Linked DNA regions of Mus musculus: all the other regions are linked to region 1. A link is a contact called in public Hi-C and promoter capture Hi-C data. All regions are on one chromosome and are shown on one strand. Each heading gives the region's core, a stretch centred on a gene start, on an enhancer-like site or on the middle of the called end of the contact. The rest is flanking DNA. Distances are from core to core; before and after follow the strand shown.

Region 1 (4,815 bases), core at 1,531-4,030:
CCGCTGATCTCCATAGGCTACAACCTACAGTACTGCCTTCTCCAGCCCTTGCTTCCCCCGCACCCAGCTGCTCCTGACAGTCCCAAATCTTCCCAGACTGTATCTCTCCTTGTATCATTCTTCTACAGTCTCTATGGTTTTTCCAGTCCTTTTGTAAGCTCCAGGCTTGCACCTGGCTCACTCTGAGGCTCTGGTGTTCTTAGCCAGCTATGAGGCCCCTTCTCTGCTTTCAAATGTTGCAGACCCTCAGCCTTTGCGCCTTCTGTTTGCTCTAACCTGGACCACTCTTTTCTACCACATTCCTACACACCTTTCTTCTGAGAAACCAACCATCTCTTCCAGGAAGCCCTCCTATCTAGAGCTCCCATGTTTGGTCTTGATCTCAGGTAGTGCAAAGGCAATGCCCGGAATCTTTGCATGCAACTCCCCCTGTGTAACCAGTGCAGGGTAGGATGTACCTGATCCCAGAAGATATGGCCCCAGTAGCATTCCTCCTTACTCCCATTGGAGAGTCCTCCGGGGCTAAGCCCATGGCTGATGAATCCTTGAGTGCCAGGCTGGGGAAGCTCACTGAACAGGTAGTAGAGAGAGCCACGAAGGGCCTGGCGCAGGGCCAGGGGCCCAGCCACATCCAGGCCACAGCCTGCCCAGAGCCGGCCCCAGGAGTCTGCATGGATTGTATACAGAACACCCCTGGTCTGCAGCTGTAGGGCCTCAGCAAAGCAGTCCTGGGCTTCAGCCTGGCTGCTACCCACAACAGTCAGAAACTCCCAGGTCCTGTCCTTCTCCTCTTCCCCAAGGGTCAAGGCTGGGGGGACAGGCATCCATAGCATATGCACTTCCTGCTGTGGCTCTCCAGGCTGCTCAGGGTTAAGTACGTGGCCATGCAGGTACCTGCAAGGGCATAGCTGAGTCTTAAGAAAGGGCTCGCTCTGCTCTCTGGGCTACCTAGATTTACCCAGTGTGATTCTTACCGGAGTCCCTGGAAGTCAGGCCCCACACGCAGGTCCAGGTCTGGGCTTTCGGGGGAGAAGTCTGCCCGTAACGGCACTGTGATGGGTTTGTTCCCTGTGGTCAAGCGTGCAATGGACACACTGAAGACCAGGACATGGGGTAACACACGGTGAGCATAGATCCGCTGGGAAGCCCGGAAGCTGGGGCCTTCCAGGGTGTGGAGGAAGGAACCTAGGGAGGGTTGGGGAAAGGCAGACACACTCTCAGTACCACAGAGCACCATTACCTTCCTGGGCTGGGAGTGGGGTCCTTCAGACCTCAGGCTGCCTCTCCCCACTGTGTAGTGGGCCCACCCAGATGAAAAGAAAGCAAGAGCAACCACACAGGCCTCATTTTGGGAGGCGGCTTTTTCATGTTTTTTTTTTTCTTCTTCTTCTTCCTTAAATTAAAGGCTATGTGTTTACATATTTTTGTGATGCATCTTGATGTGTACTGGAGGCTGAGCTCCAACTCTCCGTCTTCCCGCCTCAACCTTCCCAGTACCAGTGCCAAGGTTACAGGCCTGAGGCACACATTGGTGGTTGTGGCCCCTTTCCCAGCTTCATGGACAAGTGAGGAGCAATAGGTTGGCACGGGTTGGTGACAGCTAACCTGTGTTGGTGTCCAGGGTAAAGGTCTCTGTCAGCTGTTCTGTCCCTGCAGGGGCCTCCAGCTGGACATTGAGGGGGCTGGGCAGACTGGCCCGGTGAGTGTCCCCGACAGCTCCATTGTACACACCGTTTATATGGATGGTGTCATGATACACACGTGTACCTAGGTATGAGTTCGTTACAGTGGCCCAGAGCCTGGGGTCACTGGGCAGACAACGGGCACTGAATATGGTCGGGTCATCTTCAGAGCCGTCCATGGAAAGCTGCCTCAGCCCAGACGGCCTGGAGGAGACAGTTAACAGTGACTAGCTGGACTTTCCTCCACACGCACACTCACAGTAAACCCTCAAACTTGGCCAATCCCCACAGGCGGTGAGGGGAGTCGGGGGCTAGCTGCGTAGCTACCCTAAGTAAGGGTTGCGGGCGCCAAGAACATTCTTAAATTAAGAAGACTGCCAGGAGCCCAAGTGAATCTGTAAACAAGTTCTCTCAGCACCCACCGCCGACCTCCCTCTTGTGAGCTCCTGAGCCAGCTTCCTTAAGTAAGAACTGCTGAGGTAGGAATCAGGGAGTTCTTCGCGGGCCCTAAATCCTCAGGGAGGGTGAGGCCGGACGGTGGAGGAAGAGGAACCCGGAGATTTGGAGAGGGACAGCAAGGAGAGGCGTTGGGATTGGGGAGGAGGGACCGGATGGGGTGGATGACGACGATGGGGTGGGGTGGGGCCGCAACTGGGGAGTAGCGGGACTTGCCCAGGAAATGGAAAGAGGAAGCCCGTGTAGGGGTGGGGTGCGGAGAGGGGGATCGATCGCGAGTTGTCGGGAAGAGAGACTAGGGAATAAAGGGACGAAAAAGAGTTCAGAGTACTCAGTGAAAGAGGGTGAGGGCGGGCTGGAGAAGAGTGTGGGCTGTTTTTGTAACTCACCGCTGCCCTCTCCACTCAGTGCGGGGATCCGGGTGTAAGAAGGCTCTGTGGGTGCGAGCTGCCCCTGGCGGTAGGAAGAAGAAGCGGCCCTGCCGCGTGGCAGGTGGGCGGGTCTGAGTTTAGGCGGGACCTGGGAAACTGTCATGGTTTTGGGGAAGAGACCACGCAATAGGACTAGGGGTTAGTTGAGCTTTGGCTCTAAGATGTATGCAAGGCTGGGACAGACCTGAGATACCACTCTACAGTGACGTTTAGTGACTAGAAAGGACCCTGGCTATTTAAGGAACAGGATGCTTGTAAGAAAAGCCTACCTCATGCAAACCTGAAAGAAGTGGGTGCTGTGTAAAAGTTCCACAGCCGAATGCTTTTCAGACTTTCCCCTTAGCTCACGGGACCTTTCCTATTTAGGGAAATTATTTCATTTTTATGTTTTATCCTATTTTTGAGTGGTTGGCCTGACTCTTGGTATGCAAACCCAGCTGTCCTCAAACTCACAGAGCTCCAACCTACTTCTGCCTCTTCAGTGTTAGGGTTAAAGACGTGCACACTACACTGAGCAGTATTTATTTATTTTGATTTAATTAAAATATAATTACACCATTTCCTCCTACTCCTCCCATGTATGTCCCACCCACATTCACAGGACCTCTTTTTTTGGGGGGGGGGGTTCCAGACAGGGTTTCTCTGTGTAGCCCTGGCTGTCCTGGAACTCACTCTGTAGACCAGGCTGTCCTCAAACTCAGAAATTCACCTGCCTCTACCTCCCAAGTGCTGGGATTAAAGGAGTGCGCCACCACTGCCAGGCACAGGACCTCTTTTTTTGGAAGAGTTTCTTTTTTCTTTTCTTCTTCTTTTTTTTAAATGTGTGCTTTTTATGTAAATGAGTGCTCTATCTGCACGTCCACTTCCATGTTAGAAGAGGGCATCAGAACTTATTGCAGATGATTGTAAGCCACCATGTGGTTGCTGGGATTTGAACTCAGGACCTTCAGAAGAACAGCCAGTGCTCTTAACCACTGAGCCATCTCTCCAACCCCTGGGACTCTTTTTAAACCATTGTTGTTACATATACATATAAGGAATAAATAGATAAACACCACCTGTGAGTCTGTTCAGTGTTGCATTTGAGTATATGTTTATGGGGTTGCATTTGAGTATATGTTTATGGGGCTGACCACTTGGTACTGGAACACCAATAGGAGGTGTAAACCAGAACAGGTGCCAGGTTGATGTTAAAGAGCCACATTGTTACACATTGTTATTAAGTCTCCTACAAGAATCCGTTTCTGTTTCTTAAGCCTGATGCATCCTGCAAACCTTGCTTTCCAACCTGTGCTGAACTTGTGACTCCATCATGTGTGCCTACCCCTTTGCCTTGCTAAACTCCCGAACCTGTGATACGACTATCCTTTTGCCTTATGAAAATGTCTTCCTAGATACCTTGATGACTCCCTTTCCACGTGATGTTTTCTTGCACTTATTTTTATTGCCTCCTTTCTAACAGCCAATTATCGCGACATCTGTTTTCTATCAGCCCTAACCTTTCTCCATAAAAGGAACCTCAAAAGCCAGTGAGGGGCTGCTCTCTGAAATCCTGACTTTAGGAGAGACAGCCAGCTGGCCAGTTGTAAATACAGCTTGCTTTAATCAGACACTCAGGAATTGTTTGTTTCCATCCCTACCACCCCTCCTCCTTCCCCAGGTCTAAAAGAGGCTCATCCCCGGGGAAGACTAATTCTCCCTCCTTCTGCAATAGTTAATTGATTGTAGCTCTTCATCTAGGGGAGGGGCCCCATGAGCTTTCCCTAGCTAGCTGGCTTCCACTAGGCTCCTCCCAGGGACCTAGCAAAGGCCAGCGCTGCTAGGTGATGGACTGCTCTCTTGCTCTCCCTCGCTCTCCCCCTCTCCCCTCTCCTCCCCCTCCCCCTCGGCTCCCGCTCCCTCTCTCCTTTCTGTCCCTCTCTGCGCCCACTGCCCCCTCCCCCATGGCTCTGCCCTGGTCTGTCTGCCTGTCCACTTGTCTGTCTTTACCCCTGCTCCGGGTCCTCACTCCTCTTCCTTTCCCCAGGAAACCTCTTTTACACCAGATCTGTTGCATGGCATAATTACACACGGGCATACCTTGGCATGGGCCCACTATATACCACCTCCTGGCATTATATATACTTCAGTTGTTGTTGAAAGTGTGCAGTCTTTAGGCATCTGTAATTGTTCAGATTTCCTGGGTGTAGCTTCCCCAACACAGCATGAATGCATAATTTCACAGAAGATAGCTTGGTCATCAGGCT
Region 2 (4,815 bases), core at 1,714-4,213, 2.1 Mb before region 1:
CTCTAGAGCCCCAGACCTGGCCACATCGAGTTTTTGGGGCACATCAACCTTCCCCCACTCCCAGCAGCCCCAAGAAATGGTCTTCAAGGCCTTGCTACAGATCACTTCTTGGACATCCCTTCCTAAGAGAATGAAACTCATGTCTTTGGCATCTATTCGGGAGCCTCAGAAGTATCCTCTCCAGCAGGGCAAGATTTTTCATGTCCCACTAAAGCTTTCACTGGCTTGGACTGGACAGCTGGATCTGGCCAAGTCCTACATAGGACACCATCTGCCTGGATGGGGCTATTTAGGTCTAACCCCTGTCTTACCCTGAGTTCCTAAGAAGCCAACCTCTTAAACACTAGGTTTCTTTCTGACCCCTGACCCACTCATTAGCTGACCAGCTCCTAGAGGGCAGGACTCAGATCTATTGTAATTACCTCCCATCTTTCACCCCCCACAGCATTATCTGTCTGATCATTCTGGCAGAAACCCCAAGATATTGCTCAAGGGTACCCAATGCTACTTTACTTTCTATAAAGCCTGTAGACCACCTCAAATCAGCTAAACTGGGCCACAATGGTGGCTAAACGGGACATTTCAAACACCCGGGGAATATGGAGGATTGTCTGACCTAGTGAAAGGCATCTCCGTTCCTTCCACTGCTCCTCAAATTAAATGACCATCCAGGTCCTTTTTAGAGGAACTCAGAGAATGGGGACTACAGAGGCTGGGGCAGACCTGGGTCTTAGCAGGTCTAGCTAACTTGGTCCAAGTCCCTGGCCTCCACAGGAAACATTCGCTCATGCATCCTCCCTGCATCCTTCTCTTCTTCTCTGGCTCAGCTTCAGTGGAATGACCCAGCATCAGCTGTGTCTTACACACACAAGTCCTGGAGACACAGCCAGACACCAACCATATGCTGCTTCACAACTCATCCTCTTCCTATAACCTGTGGTCTGTACAGGCCCAGTGCTGGGGCTGCATTGGTTTCTGGGGGTGGGGGTGGGGGTGGGTTGTGCAGATTATGCTCATTCACTACCATCAGGGGCACAAGGCTGAACACAGCTAAGAGCCCAGTCCCTCTGGGTAGTTTCATCAGTGACAAATGTAAATGACCATGGCAAACCTTCACGGCAGTCCTCACTGGAGTGGGGAAGGCAAGGTGAGGCTGCCAGAGATGCAGTCCTGTAGTTGGCTGCCCAGGACTGTTTGGACAGAACTCTTTGAGTGGGGCCCGGAAAAAGCCACACAATTCAAGAAATATTCCAAACGTTTATTATTCATCCTAAACACTGGGGCACAAAGGCCTTCGAGGTCCCCTGACCCACAATTCCCACAGTCTCTGCCAGAGCGGCTGCACACATCCCCCTACCACAGACAGCCCACACCTTCCCACTTGGACTAGCAGGTGAGGGGTAGAGTGATAGCACTGCAGTCAAACTGAGGGTCCTCTCTCAGACCCCGGCCCCCCAGGGTTACCGTCCCTGTTCCGGAAGTGGTCTCTGCTCCGCTTCTTGCTGCCATGGAAACCAACAGCCTTCACACCTATGGGGCCTGATGAGGACTCAGGATGGGCAGCTTCTGAAGGTACCACCACCTCTGGCTGTCCCTGGTGGCCACTCCATTCCTCAGCCTCAGGTCCAGCGAGATGGGCTAGCTCCACAGCGGCCTCACCCCCCGCACCTGACCCAACCCCCTTCTTTAGGACCCTCTTCCTCTCAGCCCTAGCCTCACTGTCCCTCACTGGTTTGGTGAAGACCACTCTTCCCTCCCCACAGCTAGAGGGGTCCTGGTTGAAAGAAGGCACATAGTCTGTGTGGGACACCTGGCTTCGAGAGCTCAGGAAGGCCAGGGCAGCATCACGATTGCTCTGCTCACTGGCTTCAGACACATCCTCCAGACTGTATTTGGTCCAACGCTCAGGGTGTGACACATAGTCAGGGACTGGGAGTACCCTAGTCGGGCCAGTGTTCCCATGCACTCTGCTCAGGCCCCTTGCTGGAGTCTGACTTGGGGGAGTCACGGGCCGCCTGAAGCTGCCATTGTCACTCACACTGGTTTGGGGAGCAGAGCACGGTGCCTGCCGGGCTGCACTCTCCAGACAATCAAAGATGCTGTGGCTGCGCTGGGAGAAGGTAGAACTCATGCCTCGGAGGTGGAATGGCTGCACTGCAGTGGTGAGGGTGCCCGTGGGGGGCGATGGAGGGTCCTCAGGGCCGGAGTCCTCCTGGCCCTCCTCCGAAAGCCTCTCTGGGGACAACACTTGGACCTCCACACCACTAGGTAAGCTAAGGTCCGAGTCCGAGTCGCTGAGGGAGACGGTGTCAGAAGGCAGGGTGTCATCCTCGGTGGGTTCATCAGCCTCCAGGCCAGCCTCTGTCTCCGCCATACGACCTGACACCCGTCCCACCTGTAGCGAAGCAGTCCCAGTTCCGCCGTGAGGGGTGTATTTAAGGCCTCATCCCTCCCCGTCCTCCCAGGCTCCCGTCTTTCACCTCCACTATGTGTCAAGTGCCTCTACTCACAGCCGGACGGGAGGCCTCGCGAAGCTGGGTGGTTAAAGGGTATCCTAGCGCGCACAGATACAGGAGCTGCAGGTTAGGTGGGGTTAAGGAGAGAGTCAACCATGAGATCATAACAGTGTGGACATACAATAGATGAGCACTGGGAGATGCTGGTGACAGGAGATCTCCATCAGCTGCTTGTCCCATCACGGGCTCTCAGTAAAGCGCAGCCTCTCTAGGTACAAGCGCCACCCGGGTCCGGACGAAGGGCTGGCAGAAACAGGCACGGGAATGCCCTGGCCGCGGCCTTAGGGAGGCCAGTGCTCACCGTTCCAGCGTCCGTACACGCCTCAATACCCTGCCGCCTTTCTCGCAGCGTCCCGCCAGTTCCCCGGGATTCGGTCCTGTCCAGTCTCGCTCGGGTTCCTGGGAAACCGAGTCTCGGGCGATCAGATTTTCGTGGCTTCAGCGCCCGAGAAACTACAACTCCCAGAAGGCAATGGGTTCCCGCCTAATGTCAGCCGGGACTTGTAACCTTAACAAGCGTGCCAACCCGGAGCGCACACGGAAACCCACCCAGAAATGACGAAAAAGGAAAAGGCGGAGCCACGGTTCCCACAATACTCCAGGGCTAACTGCCAATCGCAAAGGGTTGAGGCCTGCAGCTTCGCCTGTCGGAAGCCGTCCCGGCCGGGTCCGACACAAGGAGGAAGTGCGTCACCACGCACTGTGAGCGCCAACCAGTTTCCTAGACATTTCCGGCCCTGGGCGGAAGTGGTGTGGGTCTTGTGCTTTGTTGGCTTTCTGGAGTGAGGCGGGGCCAAGGTCCTGGTTGGCTCTTGGCATGAAGAGACGTAGTGGTCCCTGGGGTGGGTTGGTTGGGGCTTCAGAGATTCGAAGCCGCTATCCTGGGCTCTGCCTGTCTGTGCTTCCTGACGCAGGAACGGACACTTTAGTTGCAGGACGCCGCCCCTACTAGTCAAGGCCACACATAATCCTCCTCCAGGCGTGGGGCTGTTTTCTTGTATCCTTAGGGATCAGAGTCTGAGACACCATGGGGCTGCTGCATGCGCCTCTCCTTTCCTATGTTTCTGAAGCTGTGCAGCAGGCCTCCAACAGCTTTGGCCTGGTGCCCATGGACCTCATAACATAGGATATAAAGGGCTCCTCAGACCAGAAACCAACCAAGCACGGAACAGGTTGCATAGGCGTGGGAGGTAGAGGTGGCGGAGACCTAGAATGTCCTAGTACAAGCTTGGGGTTCACCGACAAATAAGCCTACTGGGAGGCTGCTAGAAGCTGGGCCATGAATCTTGGCTAGGGCGTCTCTCCTCTAGTGGCCAATTAACTATGCCAGCAGCCTGGGGGAGGGGCGCAGACAGGAGACAAAGGGAAAGAGACAGTGGTGGTTGCCCCTGGCGTCCGGGAGGTTGCTTAGCCTGATCCTCAGTTCACAGGGGTAAGTGAACTGCCATCTTGCCTTTTACTTATTGAGACACAAGCCAGAGCCACCCAGCTCCGTGGAATCTTTTCTTGAGATGGATGGGGTAATGGGCTAACCTTTACTGTCTTGTCCCTGAAAAGGAGGGTGTTCTTGCAGCTTATCTCCATCATTCTGTGCTGAATTTCCCTGCTTAGGTGGCTCCTCCTACCCGACTCAGCCTGACCTGTCATGTCCAACAGATGAGTGGAAATGAGGTCAAGGCTGGCGTAAAGTCAGCATTGAGCTCCCAGTATAAGGAGGTACAAATGAGGGAGGACCCATATGGAGTGCTCCCAGGGTCCCAGCCCTCCCCACCCACTGTGTTCCACAGCCTCTATTGGACCTGCTCACCCTGTGCCTGGCAAAGTTCAGAGCTGATGAGCCAGGTCTCTGACACCGCTAGCACAGGAAGAGGTCTGGCAGTCCCATTAGCATGCCTGATTTTTTTCCTCCTTTATTAAATGACTGTTTCAAGATTTAATTACAGTTGAAGGTGACACGTTAGAAAGAATAAGTGCATTGAAGGCATAAGAGGGCTTACAAACCCAGCTCTTGAAATGGAGGCAGGAAAGGAACAAAGATTAAAAAGATGTGAGCAATGTGACCCACAGTGGGTTGAGTGGGTGGGCATGGCCCTCTAGCTAGGCTACAAAGCCTCTGGGCAAGTAGCTGTAGAGGAGGTTTGGCTCAGCAGGCAGAACTCTCCAGGGGTCCCAGACGTACAGGGCCCTGCAAGCCAGGGCCAGCTCCACCCCTACATCCCACATATGCCACCCATGTGTGATGTCAGCTCCCAAAAGGTAACAGGAAAAGTTCAGGACAAAAAAAAAAACTAAAACAAAA
Region 3 (4,815 bases), core at 790-3,289, 2.1 Mb after region 1:
ACTGTGATCAGGGGAAAGAAGGCAGCAGACTGAAGCTTTGAGGATAAGGAACAGTTTTATGGAAAGCTGGGCTTTGATTGCAATGCTTGCCAATAATTTCAGAATTTGGGAAGTAGAAGCAGCAGGATCAAGAATTCAAGGCCAAAGTTGGGCACAGCAGTTTATGCCTTTAACCCCGGAGGTCAGCCTGGTGCACAAAACCAGGGCTGTTCTACAGAAAAATCCTGTCTCAGAAACAAACAGTTCAATGCCAGCCTCAGCTATATAGGGAGTTTGAGGCCAATCTGAGGTACATGAAATTCTGTTTCAAAAAACAAAAATAAACTGTAAGTGGGTGGATGAGACTGCTTAGCAGGTAAAGCCATTCGCTGTCAAGCCTGATGGCCATCCCTGGGACTCACGTGGTAAAAAGAACCAACTCTGCTAAGTTGTCCTCTAACCTCCACACGTGCAGGAGCACGAACAGGCAGGCCTATGCTCACCACACACACACACACACACACACACACACACACACACACACACACACACACAGTGTGTGTTTGAAATCCCAGGACTTGGCTGGATGGGACAACATCAAAAAACAAAGTCTGGAGAAGTGACTTTAAAGAGCAGTGTGGGAAGAGAAAACACTACTCAGTTAAAAAAAGAAAACCGCCACTACTGTAGCGCTTCAGGAGACCCCATGACAAATAAGTTCCTCTTGCTCAACAACAAGAGGTGGAGATCCAGGGCTGACCGACGTCTACCTGGCCAGAGATTGGACTGGACAGACTAGCACACCTACGACCACAAACAGGGTATCCAGAGCACTCGGTGCTCCATCCCGTCCTGAGTCCAGTCCAGCATGGGCCCCCGGAGACTGATAACCCTGCATGGTTCTCCTTCCACCTTATACGGGTGCCAGGGAGATAGATGAAAGACCCTTTATATTGCATGGGCTCCCACATTAGTGTCTGGGACCTGATTTACCCCACAGGGCCTCAAGATCAACTGCCATGCCCCCCTATCTCTCTCCTTTCACAAAAATGGACCTCACCTCACCCCGTGGTACCAACTCCTAGCGGAATCCCGGGGTCGCTGCCTAGTGTCTACAGTCCTTTTTCTTCACTCCGTACAGACGCTAGTGAGACATGCATTTAAGATCGTTATACACCCCAGACTCCAAAGACCTGTGGCCGCATCTTCCTTACATGGCTCGATACCTCTGCCCCGGCCTTACCTTCTTACAGACCCTCGAGGCCGGCGTCCACGGTCGTCTCCCCATAGCCTCCCGAGGCTGGCCTCCATGGCCATCTGTGCCCACCGACCCCTGAGGCCGGCGTCATGGCCATCATCCCCATAGCCTCCCAAGGCTAGCGTCCACCGCCGTCTCCCCAACAGATCCCCGAAGCGGGACTCAGCCGCAGTCTCTCCCCAGCCCCGCGTCCGCAGCCGTCTCCCTACGGACACCCCTCCCTCTCTTCAGCCGCTGGCCGGCCGAGGGTCTCCCGGGACAACGCCGGTCAGGCGGGCAAAGGCGGCCGCGTCCGGACCGGCGGCTGAGCGAGCATGACCTTGCGGGGCTCGGGGGTTGGGGTGGGGTGTCGGTCGGGCCTCACCTTCCGCCACGTCCTCGTCGACAGCGCCCTTCACCTGCGAGAAGCACCACTGGAAGTCGTTGCCGCCCGCCGGGCAGCCGCCGCCTCCAGCTCCTGCAACAGAGCGCGCCGTCAGGCCGGCCCCGCCCCGCCCCACCACCGTCCAGTCCGCCCGCCCGCCCCGCTCGCTCGCTCGCGCACGGCCCTCACCTGCCATGGCGCGGGCGGGACGCGCCCAGCCGAGCGCGGCCGACCGAGGCGCTCCGAGCGCTCAGCCCCGGCCGCCACCGCCGCCGCCGCTGCCGCCACCGTCGCCGCCGCCGGGGAGGGAATTTTTTCCCCTTTTCAAAATGGCGCCCAATGCCCGTCGCCCCGCCGGATGACGTCATCCCCCTCCGCCTCCTCCGACGGTCAGTGCCGCGGGGGCTGCCGGGGGCGCACCGTGCGCCGACTGCGTCTGCGCGAGCTGTCTTGAGGTTGGACCTACGTAGCCGCTGCGGTCCAAGGAGAGGAGTGTCTTGGACTAGTCCGCTGGCAGATAGAGGCGGCCTTCTCGAGTCGTGTCAAGGCTAGGACGCGACGCCCTCTACGTTCTTAAGGCCTCAGACTTTCTTCTGCGGCCGGCTGGACTGGATGCTCGAAGGCCTGGGCCTTTCCTACAGCTGAGCCAACGGGAACGCGGAACCTCCGTGGATCTGCCAATAGAGAGCGCTCGGCCGTGGGCAGGCGGGGCCTCTGATCCCCGGAGCACCTGGAACCCAGCACCTGCGTGCGTAATTTTGCCCATCATCCAGGCTCTCTTGCCCCCAGAATCTTTGATCGTAGCTTCTGAGCACTGATCTCATCAGAGTGCTACTTCAGGGATTCTTTGAGCTCTCAGTATAGCCCCTAGGGAACCGTTCTCGACATTTGCTTTATTTGTGGGTGTGTTTTTCTAGCATGAAGAGGAATTATTTGTTCGTGGGCTTGACTTATCCGAAATCACTATGAAGTTGGCAGTGAGCGTACTGCACCACTAGAGGGCAGTTGTTCCAAACCAGAGCATTCTCCACTTCAAAAATGTTTTGCCTTTTAGCAAGTGCTTTTTCTATTCTCAGTCTTGGCTGGGATGCTGCTTGTGTAGAGGTGATGTGTCTGTCCTGGTGGAGTTTACTCTTCAGCGGAGAAGAGACAATAAGAAAAACCTGGGGAAAGTTAAGTGGACTAGAGTTAAATACAACACAGAAGCAGGGGAAGGAGATTGGAGCAGTTGGTATCTTTAGGAGAGCAATTAGAGGAGATAAGAAAGAATCTCAGGCTGACGTCTTGGGCGGCTGCTAGAAATGAGAACAGCTAGTGCACAGGCTGGGCCACCCTGACCTTTTCTTTCCGATGTTTTATTTTTAATTCAATTGCACACACACACTTTGATTAGGGTCTTGCCATGTAACATGAGGCTGGTCTCTAAATTGAAATACGTCTGGTTCCACCTCGTTGGCGCTGGGTTTACAAGCACGGAGCACACCTAAGCTTGCTAATGTGTTTAAAGGGCAGCAAGAAGCTGTGGGGAGAACAGAAGTGGCCAAGGAAGGCTAGTCATAGCAGTGGAGGCAAGGTGGTCCGGGACAGAGCAGGAAGCTGTTTTCAGGGGGTGAACTCTGATGAGAGGGCTGGCTATGGCCAAGAGCTGGAGAAAGTCATGAAGAAATAGGGCCTTCCATCAGTAGCAGCACTCAGGGTTGTTTCTGAAAGAACTGTCTCTGAGTTAAGTAGGAGGATAAAATGAGCTGCATGTGTCTGGGTGTATGAGAGTAATGGAGAAGAATAAGAGACATGGAGTAGTGAGGATATAGGAATGTCACCCAGATGACACTCCAGAGCATCAGGAGAGTTAAGAGCATATGTATAGTTCTGGGAGGACGTTTTGGGAGGAGCCTGAGGACGGAATTCCAAGCCTGGGAAGAAGCATTCTGAGACTGCTTGCAGAACTGGGGTTTAACTTAAGTTTATCCAGACTCCATGTAGGCATGGGTATCTCAAGTAATGCCAAGTGATCTCGATATTCCTATCTGCCTAATTGTAGCTGCATGTTTAAGTTATGTAGCTAGACAGCACTGTCACATGTGTGTCTGTGTGTACTGGGGTGCTTCTTAATGAAGAATGACAGACCGAATGGACAGAACTGTAAGTAGCTGCCTTAATAATTAGTGGCAGGCAGTATATTTGGCTTACACTTCCACATTATAGTCCATCACTGAAGGACATCATGGCAGGATCCTGGAAGCAGGAGCTGATGCAGGTCATGGAAGTGTGCTGCTTACTGGCTGGCTCCTCATGGCTTGCTCATCCTGCTTTCTTACAGATCCCAGAACCACCGGGACAGAGGTGGCTCCACCCATAATAGGCTGGACTCCTCCCCATCAATTACCAATTAAGAAAATAACAGGTTTGCCCTCAGGTAGATCTGAGGGAGGCATTTTCTCCATTGAGGTACCCTCCTCTCAGATGACCCCACCCTGTCAAGTTGACATGAAATGAGCCAGCATAGGCCAAATTTAACTTTTTAAAATATATGCACATCTATGCCCAGGCCAGAAGAGGGTGTTGGATCCTGTAGCATTGGCGTTATAGGCAGTAGGGAGCTGCGGGACATAGGTGCTCGGAACCAAACTAGGGCCCTCTGGAGGAGAAGCAAGTGCTCTCATGCACTGAGCCATCTCGAGCCCCATCGTTTTCGATTGCTTACTCTAATGTGGAATGGGGTGGGTACCTGCCTTGTTCTCCACCTCCACTCTATCCACTTTTCCTCTCTTGTCTGTTTGTCCTCCTCTCTAAGGATGTGGTTCTGTCCTTAGACCGAGAACCCTTGTGGGTCATTCCTTAGAGACCTTAAGCCACTCTGCTCCAGCCCCTGCCTTCTGTGATCTTAAGGTCTCCATAGCAACTGTTAGTAACTAATGAAACAAATATTGTGTGTCTGTTGAGTGAGACCGACCTAGTCTTTGTGTACAGGAGCTCAGAGTCCATCAGGAGCAGGCCATCTCTGAGCCATCTCTGTCTACTATGTAAGCGGGCTGATAGGAGGGAGTGCATGAGAACTTAGCATGGGGTGGGGTTCTGGGCTTTTAGCCAGAAAGATGGGTGCTGAAGCTGTTGAGTAGCATCTGTGAGCTTGATGGGTGATAGGGGTTGAGGAAGGGGTGAGGGGATAGAGATGGTGCATGTTATCTAACCTTAGACATGGAAAGTTCGGTGG

The links. A called contact is a pair of places that touch in the nucleus more often than the background predicts. Capture Hi-C pulls out chosen DNA fragments and counts their contacts.
Region 2: a contact with region 1 is called in a Hi-C map of B cells, with 5 read pairs. The contact joins the promoter of Tssc4 here to the promoter of Pgghg in region 1. A contact is called at or near these places in 1 of 39 promoter capture datasets (the C10 cell line) and 1 of 484 Hi-C or Micro-C datasets (B cells).
Region 3: a contact with region 1 is called in a promoter capture Hi-C map of adipose tissue, with 2.9 times the contacts expected there. The contact joins the promoter of Mapk1ip1 here to the promoter of Pgghg in region 1.

Annotation. Positions count from the first base shown.
Region 1 is chr7:140,939,356-140,944,170 of GRCm38.p6, reverse strand. It overlaps Pgghg (protein glucosylgalactosylhydroxylysine glucosidase), which reads right to left and starts at 2,780. Exons shown (of 14, transcript NM_145387.5): 1 at 2,528-2,780; 2 at 1,606-1,886; 3 at 975-1,185; 4 at 459-894. The coding sequence starts at 1,861.
Region 2 is chr7:143,067,516-143,072,330 of GRCm38.p6, reverse strand. It overlaps Tssc4 (tumor-suppressing subchromosomal transferable fragment 4), which reads right to left and starts at 2,963. Exons shown (of 3, transcript NM_020285.2): 1 at 2,818-2,963; 2 at 2,481-2,576; 3 at 1,244-2,395. The coding sequence starts at 2,374. The coding sequence ends at 1,421. It overlaps Cd81 (CD81 antigen), which reads right to left. Exons shown (of 8, transcript NM_133655.2): 8 at 4,401-4,815. Trpm5 (transient receptor potential cation channel, subfamily M, member 5) reads left to right here. Exons shown (of 25, transcript NM_020277.2): 25 at 1-802.
Region 3 is chr7:138,843,491-138,848,305 of GRCm38.p6, reverse strand. It overlaps Mapk1ip1 (mitogen-activated protein kinase 1 interacting protein 1), which reads left to right and starts at 2,039. Exons shown (of 2, transcript NM_001045483.1): 1 at 2,039-2,349. It overlaps Ppp2r2d (protein phosphatase 2, regulatory subunit B, delta), which reads right to left and starts at 1,920. Exons shown (of 9, transcript NM_026391.2): 1 at 1,791-1,920; 2 at 1,602-1,694. The coding sequence starts at 1,797.